Linked DNA regions of Gadus morhua: region 1 is linked to region 2. A link is a contact called in public Hi-C data. All regions are on one chromosome and are shown on one strand. The core of a region is the stretch at or near the end of the contact, and the rest is flanking DNA. Distances in the headings are between cores, read along the strand shown. Region 1 holds the start of nr1d2b (nuclear receptor subfamily 1, group D, member 2b). Region 2 holds the start of top2b (DNA topoisomerase II beta).

Evidence for each region. Hi-C and Micro-C count contacts between places; a contact is called where the count stands out from the background.
Region 1: a contact with region 2 is called in a Hi-C map of heart, with 3 times the contacts expected there. The contact joins the promoter of nr1d2b here to the promoter of top2b in region 2. A contact is called at or near these places in 3 of 6 Hi-C or Micro-C datasets (gill, heart and spleen).

The regions. Positions count from the first base shown.
Region 1 is chr22:19,235,044-19,242,551 of gadMor3.0, reverse strand. nr1d2b (nuclear receptor subfamily 1, group D, member 2b) reads left to right here and starts at 4,852. Exons shown (of 8, transcript XM_030347294.1): 1 at 4,852-5,515; 2 at 7,175-7,360. The coding sequence starts at 5,497. It overlaps tmem42b (transmembrane protein 42b), which reads right to left and starts at 3,858. Exons shown (of 3, transcript XM_030347939.1): 1 at 3,252-3,858; 2 at 1,588-1,734; 3 at 1-912. The coding sequence starts at 3,428. The coding sequence ends at 766.
Region 2 is chr22:19,095,449-19,103,046 of gadMor3.0, reverse strand. top2b (DNA topoisomerase II beta) reads right to left here and starts at 5,923. Exons shown (of 36, transcript XM_030347289.1): 1 at 5,404-5,923; 2 at 3,972-4,127; 3 at 3,290-3,380; 4 at 2,993-3,056; 5 at 2,036-2,181; 6 at 1,827-1,924; 7 at 368-580; 8 at 1-85. The coding sequence starts at 5,445. It overlaps ngly1 (N-glycanase 1), which reads right to left. Exons shown (of 12, transcript XM_030347290.1): 10 at 7,596-7,598; 11 at 7,154-7,331; 12 at 6,162-6,964. The coding sequence ends at 6,795.

The DNA.
Region 1 (7,508 bases), core at 3,603-6,102, 140 kb before region 2:
GACACCTGGCTGATTTCACATTGTCCCAAGTCGAGTTCACCTCCTACATGATGAGGGATGGGAAGACTTTCTCTTTCTGTTGTGATAGCTGTGAACGTGCAGCTTGCGGGTGCTTAGGAACACATACTCACAGAATAATGTTTCCACTTCAGTAGGATGGTCAGCGAGGCTTCAGAAATCAGATACTGCTCATATTACTTAAATGTCCAACCTGTAGGACTGCAGGAACTGTTACTTTCTCTAGCTCTCCTTCTCTATGTCCTCGTATGAGCTGAACCATCCGATAGCTCACCTTGTATCAGGTGAACTATCCTATAGCTCACCTGTTATGAGGTCAACCATTCTGTTATTGAAAACATCAAAATATCCTAATATCATGATTTCATTCCATTAATGTTTGGTCACAGCATCATTTTCACAGCTTGCTAGTGAACTAATCGTTGATTAAGAGCTGTTAATCTTTCAGGTTGATCGGCAGAAGAGGTTCTCACACTCAAATAGGATAACTGAAAGGCAATCGGTGTAAAAGCAAGTAGGTTATACTCAAACAATGCATGGAGTTAAAGGTGGAGCGCAATCAAGCAATGAGTGACGGCGCTAGCCATACGACCATCTCCCGCCCCGCTGAGACGTGGGGCTGACACACAGGGCAGCAGCAACGCAAGAGACCAACCCACGCCACGTGTCTCTGGCGCCTGGCGGATGTTGAACAGGGCAATGTGTGCCACCCAGATCCAGCGTATAAATAAAGCCCATCTCGGCAGACTACTCGTCCTTGTGGGCCGCGGCGGGCCGGCGGTCCTGCTGGGGAGCGGCTCGCTGCAGCACCAGGAGGCCCGAGAAGGTCAGGGAGATGCCCACCCACCACAGTGTGATCTGGGCCTCGCCGAAGATCAGCTGGCCCAGGAAGGCCTGCGGGGAAACAGGAAGACTCCTCCTAAATACAGCCCTTAACCCTGCACTGTGCAGGGTGTACCCTTAACCCTGCACTTAAGCCTCACATAAGATGAATAGAAGTAAAGAAACAACAAAACTTAAAACTTAAAGCACATTTATGTGTAGGAGATCTGCCAAGGCTTTATCTTGTATTACACAACAAACCAACACTTTATCTTACCACACAACCAACTAACACTATCTAATATTACACAACAAATTAACACGTTATCTAATCTCACAACCGACTAACACTATCTAATACTACACAACAAACTAACACTATCTTGTACCCCACAACAAACTAACACTATCGTTAACCACACAACAAACTAACACCATCGTGTACCACCTATCATGCAAACAGTAAACGGCAGCAGATTGAGGTAAATCGGTGTGTGGACGTTTGCCCAGCAGAAGAACAATCGACTTTCCTGTCTTAATGTTGGAACGCATCCAGCTGGCAAGCTTCAGCAAAAAGGCCGTTATTAACTTTGTATTGATCCTTTCCAAAAAAAGTTATCGTAGATACACAAAAAACAATGGACTGCTCATTGATTATTAACCCTACCGGTCATGGTACCTGGGCTGATTGGGCGGTATCGTATTACAGGCCCATTGGATGATTGGTTGATCTGAGCCGCTACTCACGGAGGAGATGAAGTTGGAGGCGGTGGTGGTCACAGTGGTCTGGGTGCAGGAGGAGGACGAGCGCAGGGCTTTGGCCAGGAAGGTCCACATCACAGCGTTACACGTGAACAGCAGCCCCCCGCACAGCAGCCGCAGAGGGATGTGGAGCTGGGGGGAGCAACACACACACAGGACAGAGAGAGCTGGTCAACACACACACACACACAGGACAGAGAGAGCTGGTCAACACACACACACACAGGACAGAGAGAGCTGGTCAACACACACACACACACACACACACAGGACAGAGAGAGCTGGTCAACACACACACACACACACACACACACACACAGGACAGAGAGAGCTGGTCAACACACACACAGGACAGAGAGAGCTGGTGTGTGTGTGTGTGTGTGTGTGTGTGTGTGTGTGTGTGTGTGTGTGGTGTGTGTGTGTGTGTGTGTGTGTGTGTGTGTGTGTGTGTGTGTGTGTGTGTGTGTGTGTGTTAACCAGCTCACTCTGTCCTGTGTGTGTGTGTCACACACACAGGACAGAGAGAGCTGGTTAACACACACACGGGACGCATAGTCAACATAAACACACACACGCATGGGACAATTGGAGCTGGTCAACACACACACACACACACACACACACACACACACACACACACACACACACACACACATACACACACACACACACACACACACACACACACACACACACACACACACACACACACACACACACACACACACACACACGGCACGCATGGAGCTGGTCAACACACACAGGCCCATCGCTCTCATTGGGAACTACAGGACACCACTGGCGACATGAACCCCGGGGCTGCAGTCATCATGCAGCGGCTCATACGGCCGGTCGACTGTGCCAACTCTTTCAGACCCGATAGAAGCACTGGAGTTCGTGCTGTTCGCTGAAGGGTGGGCTCTCAAACGCTCATGGTGATTAAAAACGTCAAGTACATGGGAGGGTTGGATGATATTAGAGGAGGACCTCGAACCATCTTTGATCCTATTTTAACAATGTTACATGGCAGCACGTGCTGCTTGTCGGTCTGAAGGTCACTCAGAAAAACATCCTCCGCCTCATCATCCTCATGAATTCCTCCACATTTTTATTTAAAAAATAGTTCTTACAGACTTGCACTAAAGCACATCGACATAACCAACACTAATCATTATAAAGAAGATAAAGAAGATAAACGTTTTCGTGTTTCGTGTTAAAGGAGGAACACAATAAAACGATGACGCACGAGCTCGAATGTCCGCATGCAAATCGCCGCGCGCGCGGTGGCAGCGTGCTGCTGGACGGCGCTACTGGTGCAGCTGGTGCTACTGGACGGCGCTACTGGTGCTGCTGGTGCTACTGGACGGTGCTACTGGTGCTGCTGGTGCTACTGGTGGACAGAGCTCACCAGTAGGCAGGCGCGTTGCTATCATCGTATCATAGTTGCAAAAGACTGGCGACACACAGCAGTCCTTCCAGTCGACTCCTCACCAATAGAGTAGGCTACAGTACTCGTCTCCCAGTCACATTAGAATCATCACCGATAGTGCAAACAGTATAGGCCTACCACCTTTATACTGGACACTATATACATACTGTATGTGTAAACTGTATACCAGTATAGTATATATCAGAGCAGCAGGCCTCACCCAGTCACAGGCGGTGGTCTCATCAGGCTGTCTGAAGCGCCGCTGCTCTCCCCAGGTCCGGAGCCCGGTCTCACAAACCCCCTTCAGGTAGTCCGCTCCAAGGGACAGCTTGGCCGAAGACGATGCCACGGCTCCCAAGAAGCCGGCCAGCAATGCATAGATCACTCCGGGAAACATTTTGAAGGCAAGCAAATATCATTATTTGTTCAGTCTATCGTCACATTTCTGCATCCTAGCCGCCGCGTCCTAGTGCGCCCGTGTGCTGCACTTCCGACCAGCAGCCGCCAGGGGGCAGTCCAACGCATCATGGATAACCTCCCACAGTGCACTGTAATATAATATAATAACATCCAACCGTGGACTGTAGAATAATTTAATAACCTCAAACCGTGGACTGTAGAATAATATAATAACCTCCAACCGTGGACTGTAAAATAATATAAAAACCTCCAACCTCGGACTGTAAACGAATGTAATAACCTTATGGAATGATTGAAAATATATTTACAAAAGGGCTATGTTTTAATAATAATAAAATAATAATACATTTAATTTAGAGGCGCCTTTCAAGACACCCAAGGTCACCTAAGATACACTTTAAGATACAAGCAGGTATTCTATTAAGGTATTATTATTATTATAATTATTTATTTGATTCTTAATCATATCCATGCTGCTATATTAGATTTTATTTGGAATTAGATTATATCTTGCTGCAAAGTGCCATTGAGTATTTTAAGCAGCGCTCTACAAAATGAATGTATTATTATTAGTAGTAATATTGTCACTACCAGCCTATTCCTTTGAAACATCAGGACAAAAAGATGATGGATGTTCAGGAAATAGATTTGGTAAAACATCAGTGACTGCTGACACAGGAAAGTGCATTTAGAAAACATTTGAAGAACTATGTGCCTTGGATGGATTAAATATGATGCAGGCCTAGTAAAAACATCTCTCAAATGTCAAAGACAATTATACGCTACAGAAAATGAACATTCTGACCGGTAAGATCGGTAAGACTGGTAAAGCATCCATGTTCCAGTCTGGTCCCTCTGGTCTCCAAACGGGGGACCCTGCTGTCCAGTTTCCTCCCATAGGCCCTACTGCTGAACCAGTATCCTGCAAAAGATAATTCGGGGTGTATATGTTTTGTGAATGAAATGCTGTAACTTTTAGGCTAAGTAATAATTTCAATGGAAACATTATATTATCTTGGCTGTAAATAATTATAATAAAATAAAGATTCAAGCAATATCCTTTATCTAGGCCTATCTTATAAACTTGATCTTCTTGTCTTAATATTTTAAGTTAAATCATACGCTGGGAATAAGTTTTAAATAAGCAGGCCATCATGCAAATAAATTCATCTACTTGATGTTTACGTCCTCAATTGGGAGAGACCTTTGTTATTAATGTTCACCTTAACTTTGTCTAATTGTGTCAGTGGGTCACATTGACGCCCCGCTGGGCGTCGGAGAGGAGGAGCCGAGGACAGGCTGGTCACATGGTGCATAGGGCTCTCCAGTCAGATCGACGCTGAGAGAGGATCCTGAATTGTATTGCATCCTGGTCCACCGCCAAGCAATTTCCGGTCTGTATGAGCAGTGCACGCCAGTGTGAACAGTCCCGAAGCGAGACGAATTAGAACAAGAATAACATCGAGAACGACGATGAGAATGAATATGGAGTTTTGACCAACATATGACCAAATTATGCCCGAAACATGTAACGACAACAAATATTCATATACCGGAAGTCCCGCCCTCTCTATCCCCGGTAACGCGGATTTGGTCAATCATGTCCCAGACGGTCCGAGAGGAAAACGCTGCGAACGAGGTTAGTCAGAGCCAGCAGGTCTTCTTCGGCGGTGGAGTCGCAGGGATACTTTTTCACCTTTGCAAGCAACTGATGCTATTATCGCTTGGAGTTTACTAACGTGTTATTAATGGGAACATTTGGATGCCGTTAAAGACGAAGTCTGAATAACTAATCTCGCAGTATTTCCATCGCTGCAGACGAACCGCCAGCCTCTCCTCTGTGAGGTGAGATGGTTCCTCAAAACACAGATCTACTGTACCGGGAACAGTGGCCTGCTCTCTGAGCTCATCTACCGGTGGATCGACGGGATCTATTCACAGTGATTTCATATTGTTCACGGTGTAGCGTCACCATCAGGAGATCCTGATCAGTAACCAGCAGAACCACTCGGAGGTCGAGGAAGCGACAGGATAACCAGGAGGAGATGGAGCCATGCAAAGCTGGTGAGAAATGGTTTCACCCGATACAGTCATCAATGGGTCGCAAAGGGCTGCATTCCTTTTATTTGTAATACATTACAACCCTTATACACCCAGATAGGCCTAACCGTACTGTTGATTTACATTACATTGTTAAGGTCACTCTCTTGGTTTGACATCTTGAATAAGGGGTTGTAATTCATGGAGATCAATGTGTTGTTGGTTTCATCGAACTGTGTGGGCAGCAGCAGCACTGGGAATGGCCCAGTATAACCAGAGCCTGCAGCTCCTCCTCACATGGTCCGCTCCTCCTGGCCATGTGCCCTGTGTTTACGCTCTGCCTGCGTCCTCTCTGATTGGTCCAGGGTGGTTGTGTCGTCGCATTGCATAAAGCCGTGGAAACACGTGAGACGTCACCGAGGACGTGATGACCCACTTAGTGCGTCCCGTACCGAGAGGAGCGCTCCGGGGGGCCTGTCAATCACCGAGTTATTAACATTATTAATTATTATTATTAACATCGCTACGGGATTTTCTGGAAACCACCTGGTAGATCTTAGAGCAATGGATCTCTCTCTCTCTCTCTCTCTCTCTCTCTCTCTCTCTCTCTCTCTCTCTCTCTCTCTCTCTCTCTCTCTCTCTCTCTCTCTCTCTCTCTCTGTGTCTCTCTCTCTCTCTCTCTCTCTCTCTCTCTCTCTCTCTCTCTCTCTCTCTCTCTCTCTCTCTCTCTCTCTCTCTCTCTCTCTCTACTGTATCATCTAATCCTAATGGGAAATAGGATCATGCTCAAATGTTCTGTAGGCATATTTGATGTCAACATAATTGGATGACAATGATGATGATAAAGTTAATGGAATCCAGGTCATTTCAAATTGTACTTTAATATGAATTGTATAACATTAAACCGAGACAGCTTTTGGATCAGATGATACATTTCTTTCTTTATGGGCCGACAAAAAGGTGGCTTTTAGAAAAAGGTCTTCCATTTGTTTCTGTGAGGAGCCTGTTGCCAGGCAGAATGTAGGGTCCATAAGTTAGTGTGTGCGTTGAAAAGGCTTCCTGTGTACCATCACACTGCTGATGCATGCATGATGTCAATGTGTTATCTAACTGAGAATGTGGTGAACATTGAACCAGGTCAGCGTGTGAGAAACAAATGAAATACCTGATGCTGGTCTCCATTCAGGCCCTTAACTCACAGCCATGGTCTCCAGTCAGGCCCTTAACTCACAGCCATGGTCTCCAGTCAGGCCCTTAACTCACAGCCATGGTCTCCAGTCAGGCCCTTAACTCACAGCCATGGTCTCCAGTCAGGCCCTTAACTCACAGCCATGGTCTCCAGTCAGGCCCTTAACTCACAGCCATGGTCTCCAGTCAGGCCCTTAACTCACAGCCATGGTCTCCAGTCAGGCCCTTAACTCACAGCCATGGTCTCCAGTCAGGCCCTTAACTCACAGCCATGGTGTGGTTTCCCGTCTCCCATAAGGGACGATATGTGTAGGTGGCGGTGCTGATGCAAAGGTGTCCTAATGCCAGTATTAACCGGGTCAGCCAGGTTTACAGCCCTCCACGTGTTTTTGACTGAATGGCAATATTGTGCGGTGATTCTAAATAGTAGGGACCAAACCTTTCTTTGTATATGGCTGTCTCTCATCACTGTGTCATTCTGCCCTTGTGCATCAGGGGGGGTGATCGCCTTCATCAGCTCGGCCTCCAGCCCAGAGTCCTGCCACAGCGACCCACCCGGCCGCCCGTCTCTGTCGGTGCCCCCCCGTGGCGCCCCTCCCCCTGCCGTCGGACCGCCCCCACCGGCCGCACCCCAGAAATCTGGCCGCGCTTCCAACATCACTCCCAAAGGAAGCATCACAAGTAAGACGAGAAAACTCACTCAGTCAGAATTTAGTGGCATCTAACGAAGACTTGGCAGAAATGGAACATAACATTCATTGGTATGTTTTCAATAGTGTAAAATCCCCTGAAAACCAGAATCCTGTGTTGTCGTTACGTTGGTTTGAGC
Region 2 (7,598 bases), core at 4,674-7,173:
ACTCGTTCACCACCTTCAGTGCCACGCCCGTCTCGTCCAGCTTGTCCTTCACGTACAGGTCCACGTAGCTGCGGAAGCCCGTCACCTGCGGGCCCAGGGGACACGGTCGCTTGGAGTTCACCAGCGGAACGGCTGCTGACCGCAATGTCGACGCTACCTTAGTGGTAGCTCATTAACGCTGATTGATACTATGGTGTGTTTGGTCCCGCCATGGTAAAAAACCAATGGCAAACCTGTAGTAGCAAAACCCCAAACAAAACACAATACATCTCCGTGACCTCCAGTAGATATCCGCACTCAGGACTCCCTCTGACATGTACATGCACTACACTCAGGACTCCCTGTGATATGCACAGTGAGGACTTACCGGCAGCTTCTTCCCGTTCAGCACGACCTTGACCCCTCGACAGGAGCCGGCGATGTCGTACGCGCGGCGGGTCAGCAGCGCCACAATGTCCTTGTCCAGCTTCTCCATGTTGAACTTGGACAGGTCGGGCTGGAAGGTCACGTTGGTGAAGTCCTCGCTGTCAAAGTGCTTGATCTTGGGCTCCGCCGTCTTGGTCATGTTGTTCTGCCAGGTCTGCAAGAAAACCACATAGAACAAGCCTTAAGAGAACCACATAGAACAAGACTTAAGAGAACCACATAGAACATGACTTAAGAGAACCCCATAGAACTAGAATTAAGAAAACCACATAGAACTAGACTTTAGAGAACCACATAGAACAAGACTTAAGGGAACAACGTAGAACAAGACTTAAGAGCCCCACATATAACTAGAATTAAGAAAAACACATAGAACAAGACTTAAGGGAACAACAAGACCTAAGAGAACCACATAGAACAAGACTTAAGCGAGCAAGACTTAAGAGAACATAATTAAGAAAACCATAGAACCAGATACAACAAGACTGAGAGAACCACTTGCAACAACTTGTTCTACGTGGTTCCCTTAAGTCTTGTTCTATGTAGTTCTCTTAAGTCCACATAGAGAACCACATAGAACATGACTTAAGAGAACCACATAGAACAAGACTTAAGGGAACCACGTAGATTAACAAGGCTTAAGAGAACTACATAGAACCAAATAGAACAACAAGACTTAAGGGAACCACATATAAGAACAAGACTTAAGGGAACCACATAGAACAAGACTTAAGGGAACCACATAGAACAAGACTTAAGGGAACCACATAGAACATGACTTAAGGGAACCACGTAGATTAACAAGGCTTAAGAGAACTACATAGAACCAAATAGAACAACAAGACTTAAGGGAACCACATATAAGAACAAGACTTAAGGGAACCACATATAAGAACAAGACTTAAGGGAACCACATGCAAGAACAAGACTTAAGGGAACCACATATAAGAACAAGACTTAAGGGAACCACATGCAAGAACATGACTTAAGGGAACCACATAGAACAAGAAGACTTAAGGGAACCACATAGAACAAGAATAATGAAAACACAACATGGTTACAATCATGATAACTTGATAACTACAAATACAGTGTGGTTAGGAAAAGGTTCAGCCACACCTTGTGTCACCCCTGGTGGAGGAAGTGGGAACCCCATATAATTGTGACATGATGCCAATCTTGTGACAAAGCACCCATAAAATGCAACCGTTACCAAAACTTGGCAGAGAACACCACTGGTGATAACAAAACCCTACATTACATCAGATGGATCTCTGCGCAGCCCTGTAAAACAGCATGTATTTGATGTGCCGTTAAAACCATGACACGATTCAGACGATCCAGCACTGCAATATGCTTGTCACCCTCAATGTCAGAGGATGCTGGCCCGGTCTAAGCACCTGTTTGAAGCTATGCTTGTACTCCTTGCAGGCCGTCTCCACTGTGAACTTGGTGCTGAAGATGTTGCAGAGTTTGGCCCCGTAGCCGTTGCGCCCACCTAGCGGGGGGGAAGCACAGCATACCCAGGGTCAAACACAGCAGGCCTTAAGGCCGTCCGCCCGCCCTCGTGGCCGCCCCCGCCGCCCCCGCATGGCCGTGGCCTTCATACCTGTGACCTTCTTCTGCTCGTCGTCGTAGTTGCTGGAGGTGAGGAGATGGCCGAAGATGAGGGCCGGGACGTACATCTTCTCGTCCTTGTGCTCCACCACGGGGATGCCTTTGCCGTTGTTCCACACGGAGATGGTGTTGGATTCGCTAGGGGGAAAGGAGGAGCATGGGAATGAGATAGAGCAGTGTTTCAGTCTGAAAGGGAACCTCCACCTGCCTGACATCAGACAGTGCTGAGGATACAGCCAGGACCAGCCATCAAAGAAACGCTCTAATGAGCTATCATTACCACGGGAGGGATCGAATGAGGAGGGTAGGGTGGGGTGGAGGAGGACAGTAGGCTGGGGGGAGGAGGACAGTAGAGAGGGGAGGAGGAGGACAGTAGAGAGGGGAGGAGGAGGACAGGAGAGAGGGGAGGAGGAGGACAGTAGAGAGGGGAGGAGGAGGACAGTAGAGAGGGGAGGAGGAGGACAGTAGGCTGGGGAGGAGGAGGACAGTAGGCTGGGGGGGAGGAGGACAGTAGAGAGGGGTGGAGGAGGACAGTAGAGAGGGGTGGAGGACAGTAGAGAGGGGAGGAGGAGGACAGGAGAGAGGGGTGGAGGAGGACGGTAGGGTGGGGGTGGAGGAGGAGGACGGTAGGGTGGGGGTGGAGGAGGAGAGCTCCACCGTCTGCATTTGAAATGAGGGCAGCGCTGCACTCCATGCGCAGACTCCCGCCAGATTCATCAGCGCCAGACAACCAGGCTGCCTCCCTCCCTCCCTCCCTCCCTCCCTCCCTCCCTCCAGCTCTGCACATCTCTGGGTTTCCTCTCAAGTCAAACCTGCTACCGGTGCAGTTTGGTTAATAATGGAGGCAACCCCAGCATGGCTCCAATAGCAGTAGGAACCAGAAACCATTCATCCGCTATGCGTTCATATCATATCTTCAGGAATACAGACATCCATTGAGAACACTTACGGATCAATGTTGATCTTTATGGTGGTCATATGCTTGTCTCTTTGTTTGTTGTCGGCTGCATTTACTGTTAACAGGGAAAATGACATAAAGATGTAGTTTACACACAATAACAATAAAGTAAGCAGCAGAAAATCTATCAAATGGGCAAATTTCCGATTTGCCCATTATTTTTTTGCCAGATTTATTAAACAATTATTACAGTTTACATGAAATAGCGCATTAAGGCAGCTATGCCTAATTCCCCAAATAAGAGATGTCTGGATTAACAATAGAAGAGGAAAAGTAAAGCTCACCCACCAAGAATTTCATCAAAGATTTTGTAGAGTCCAGGGACATATGTGATTTCTCGCAGGTTCATCCCGACATCTTCATCAAACACCCACAATTGCTGGATAAAAGAAGAGAGATTTGGTGTGAGAATGGTCTGGAGCCGAGTCAGCAGTAGCAAGGAAGACGTGAAGCGTACTCTCAGCCGTGGTTCTCCCACGGGATCTAGTCTAGTGAACCAAGCCTATCTCCCCCAATACAACCGATTGTTAAGGCACTGTATCTGTTGCTGCGCTTTCAGAACTCATCATGGATGTGTTGTGTTCATTATCATGTACCTTCACAAACCAAATGTAGAGGCCAGGTAGGGTAGTGGGTAGCGTAGTGGTTAGGGGGTCAAGACTCAGACCCAAGAATACTAGGTTGGATCCCTAGTGTCCACAACCTATTGGGAGCTTACAATACCCCTTCCTGCTCCTTCATGACCTCTTTATTCATTACTTTTAACGTCACTGTTAGCATTCACCCAACAGACTAACAACTTCACAGTGCATCCGCAGACACACAGAAAAATGTAATGACTAAGCAAAAGTGTTCCACTAATATGAACACGATGAGTTCGACTTTGCACTGAATACACTGTGTGTCGCTTTCAATATCTTCTATCGATAACCGGTAAACAGGAGAAGCGGAGGGGCTCTTTGGATCTCACCTGTGTGACGGGCTCCACCGAGCCGATGTAGGTGTCCGGGCGGAGCAGGATGTGCTCCAGCTGCGTCTTCTTCTGGTACACGCGCTCCACCGTCATCTTCTTGGAGCCCTCCTTCTTGGTGGACTCGCTCTTGCCGCCGTTCGCCGCGGCCTCCTCCTTTTTGGCGGCATTGTTTTTTTCAAAGAGGGTCTGTTGTTAGACACATTTGGCGCAGACGTGTTACGAGAAAACAGAGAGGCTTGTAGGAATTTGAAAAAAGGAAAGAATGACCTGAAAGACAGTTTTGCAGTGGAATAATGTGTTGATAATTGATATTATAGACCTGCACCTCAAGTCTCAAAGGACGTCACATGACCACATTCATGTGAGTGAATCCCATTCATCAGGATAAGAGAAAGTAAAATACATGTGGATACATCAGCAATGTATGGAGGGGAGCCTATATTGCATTTACTGCCAACCAATTCAGCGCGGAGGGGCTAAGTTAGTATCAAAAGATGTAGAGGTTGCCAGGTGAACAAGAAGCCCTTTCAAACCAGGAGCAAAGTTCAGCGTTACAGAACCCAAAGAGGAAAGTGCCAGAAATGATGTGATTTAGTGGTAAAGGACAGGAGGTGTGATGATAAAGTCATTAAGCCAATTTAAGACCATGTGTTTGATAACGGCTCTCTTTGACTCAAAACATATTCGTTTATATATAGAACATTACGTCCTCTCTGGTCCTTATCATCACAATGAACCTGTGCCACAAGTGACGTCCGGTTATTAAAATAATCGATGCTGCCATTTGTGCATGGCCACTGTGTGCAAGGTTGTTGATGGGTTTTATGGGACGTTAAGGTGTATTTCAAGTGTGTGCAATTCATGTTATTGTGTTTCAAATGTCTTCCAGGTGGAAGCTCGCGTAACAAATGTGTATTACACATTATAACATAGTATGTAGTATAGTTGTACACGAAGAGATGTCTTATACACGTAAAATGGCCTCGGCAAATATTATGGACCGTCCTCGGTTACAACAATGATCTAGAACGGCTGAGGGTTAAAGAGACAGGGTTGACATAAGAGCATCTGAGCAGCCAGTCCAGCTGATCCTTTGTTTATAGCCTCCGGAGGCACACGGAGGGTTTAAAGTTGTGACCCGGCGTTGGGCCACATTGCAAGGGTCGGGGCGGGGATCCGAGGACGAGATTACCTAGCTGTACCGACCAGGTGGGGTCTCGGTGAGGGAGACACGAACAAAATAGAGCCAAGATGTGTTGCTAAACAGAAAGTGTTGTGCAAAAAAAAAAGACTTGTGCAACGATAGACTACTTCCTAAAGTTGTATTCAACGCGTATACGCGTCGTCCTGAATAGTACGGGGCCTGACCTGAAGCCATTTACTGATCAGGACATGCAGGACCATGCACGGTGCAGAGAGGCTGACTTACCACCCAGGTTAAACCCCCACTGCCCGCTGCGCCGTTGGACATCTTCCTTTGTGGTCCCTAATTCTCCCGATGCAGATCTCTGAAGGTTTCTCAACTCCACCGGATTTAAAAGTCCATCAACGATGTAACTGTCCTTGGTTTAATCCCAAAATATGAATCCACACTCCATACGTTTATCCAGCCATCTTCAAAAGGTTACGATTCACCGGCATCCGAACAGGCGGAGGAAGGGGAGGGTGACGCGGCTTTTGTTAAAATCGACAAGCGGTGTTTTCCGCTAGGCCTTCTCTCCAACAAAGATGCTAACGGAGCTATTTGCTAACACATAAATACTGTACAAAAACGCACATTAAATAGCACATTAGTTAATTATAAAATAATAATGTTGCATTCGAACAACGCCTGGTTAAAATATTCCAAGAACCCTTGTGGTATAAATACTTTTCATAAAAAAAAATTAAAAGGTAGCTATCTGCACACACCGTCCGGTTCCGCCATCAGCAACACAGACGGCAGATCCCCACCGCGGGATTGGCCAATCTGCTGCTCTCTTTCCGAGGCACCGGTACCTCGGCCAATCAGAGAGGTCTATAGTACTCCGTGGTCCCCGGAGTACTTTACATTTCTGACCGCTAGAGGGCGTCATAGATAGGCATACATTTCAGCAGCAACAGCAGATGATACGGTCTGTGTTCCAGACACTGTTCTGCAGTGCAGTACGTCCTAGCAGCTTCTGTTTCAAATAAGCCGGTAACAAATTGGTCAAAATATCTTTATTATGGCGAATGCAGAGATTTGTTTTTAATCACATATACCATCATTAGGATCAGCATTTTCAGTAGTGACAGAATAAACAGTATCATCCCAATCTTTCATTAGACATAACCGAATAGGAATTTTTGGAAAAAAGGATACAAATCACAATTTCTGAGAAAGGTGACATGAGATTACAAGAAGAAAAATAACATAGAATATTTAAATATTTACCATTTGATTTACATATCTGATAGAATCTCTGAGATATTTTGACTAGTTGAGAGGGGGTTCAATATTTTTTGGGGGTCTTGTGGCTGTCATAAAAGTAGTATTATTTAGCCATGCCACATCGGTTATTCATTTGTCTTGTTAGCCAGAGAAATGAGTCATGACAACCAAATATTATACTTCAACAGTAGGAAACACATTTAAGGTAGAGCCCCTTCAACCCCACATTGCTCAGAGCGGAGTCCAATGTTATTTAGGGAGCTGGTTAGTCTAGATGTCTTTGGGGAGCTGCTTACTGTAAATGTATTTCTTTAGGTGGCTGGTTAGTGTAGATTTATTTCTTTAAGGAGCTGGATGGTGTGGATCCTAAATCTGCATTCCTCTAGTCCGTCCTGAAACGCCCGTCGTCAAGCGTCAAAATGTAGGAGAATTTCAATGGAAGGTTCCGCCGTCTCGGTCAAACTCTGCCTGAACAGCTGAGCGTGTTGCCATGACAACGCTCCTTCCCCGCCACAGAGTTCGGCTTCAATGACAAGCTCCGTAGACCCGGAGAGTGGGAATGACTGCAGACTCCCATCTGTGTATGCAGACAACGCAAAAAGAAAAAACATAATTGCCAAATGTAATCAAGGGCAATAAAAATGAGCAGTGCTTAAGCCCTTGTTGAAGGTAATGGGCCAGCGAGGCCGAGTATTAGAGCAGCTGAGTGACGACAGTGGTCAGTTTTAAGTCGTCCACATGTCCTGGTGCTATAGCGTCCCCATACCTCCAAGGAACTCGGTAACGGCCTGGCCTGAGCGCATCCTCCACACCACCGTCCCCGAGTTGAACGTCTGGCTGTGTGTGGTGACCGAAACGGCCTTCATCTTCACGCCCACGTCGGCGCAGTCGAACCTCCAGCTGAGCGTCCCGCAAGGCGACCCCTCTGTCCTAGCGATGTACACCTGGGGACGACATGTTGTGCACCCAAAGCACAAGCAGCCGTTATCAATAAAAGAAGGGGTGTGTGTGTGTGTGTGTGTGTGTGTGTGTGTGTGTGTGTGTGTGTGTGTGTGTGTGTGTGTGTGTGTGTGTGTGTGTGTGTGTGTGTGTGTGTGTGTTTGTGTGTGTGCATGCGTATAGATATTCATTCACACTGCGATATACATCCCTGCCGCTGAATAAACATGCAGTTGAAAGAAAGATCACGGCTCCAAAACGAGACCCACCAT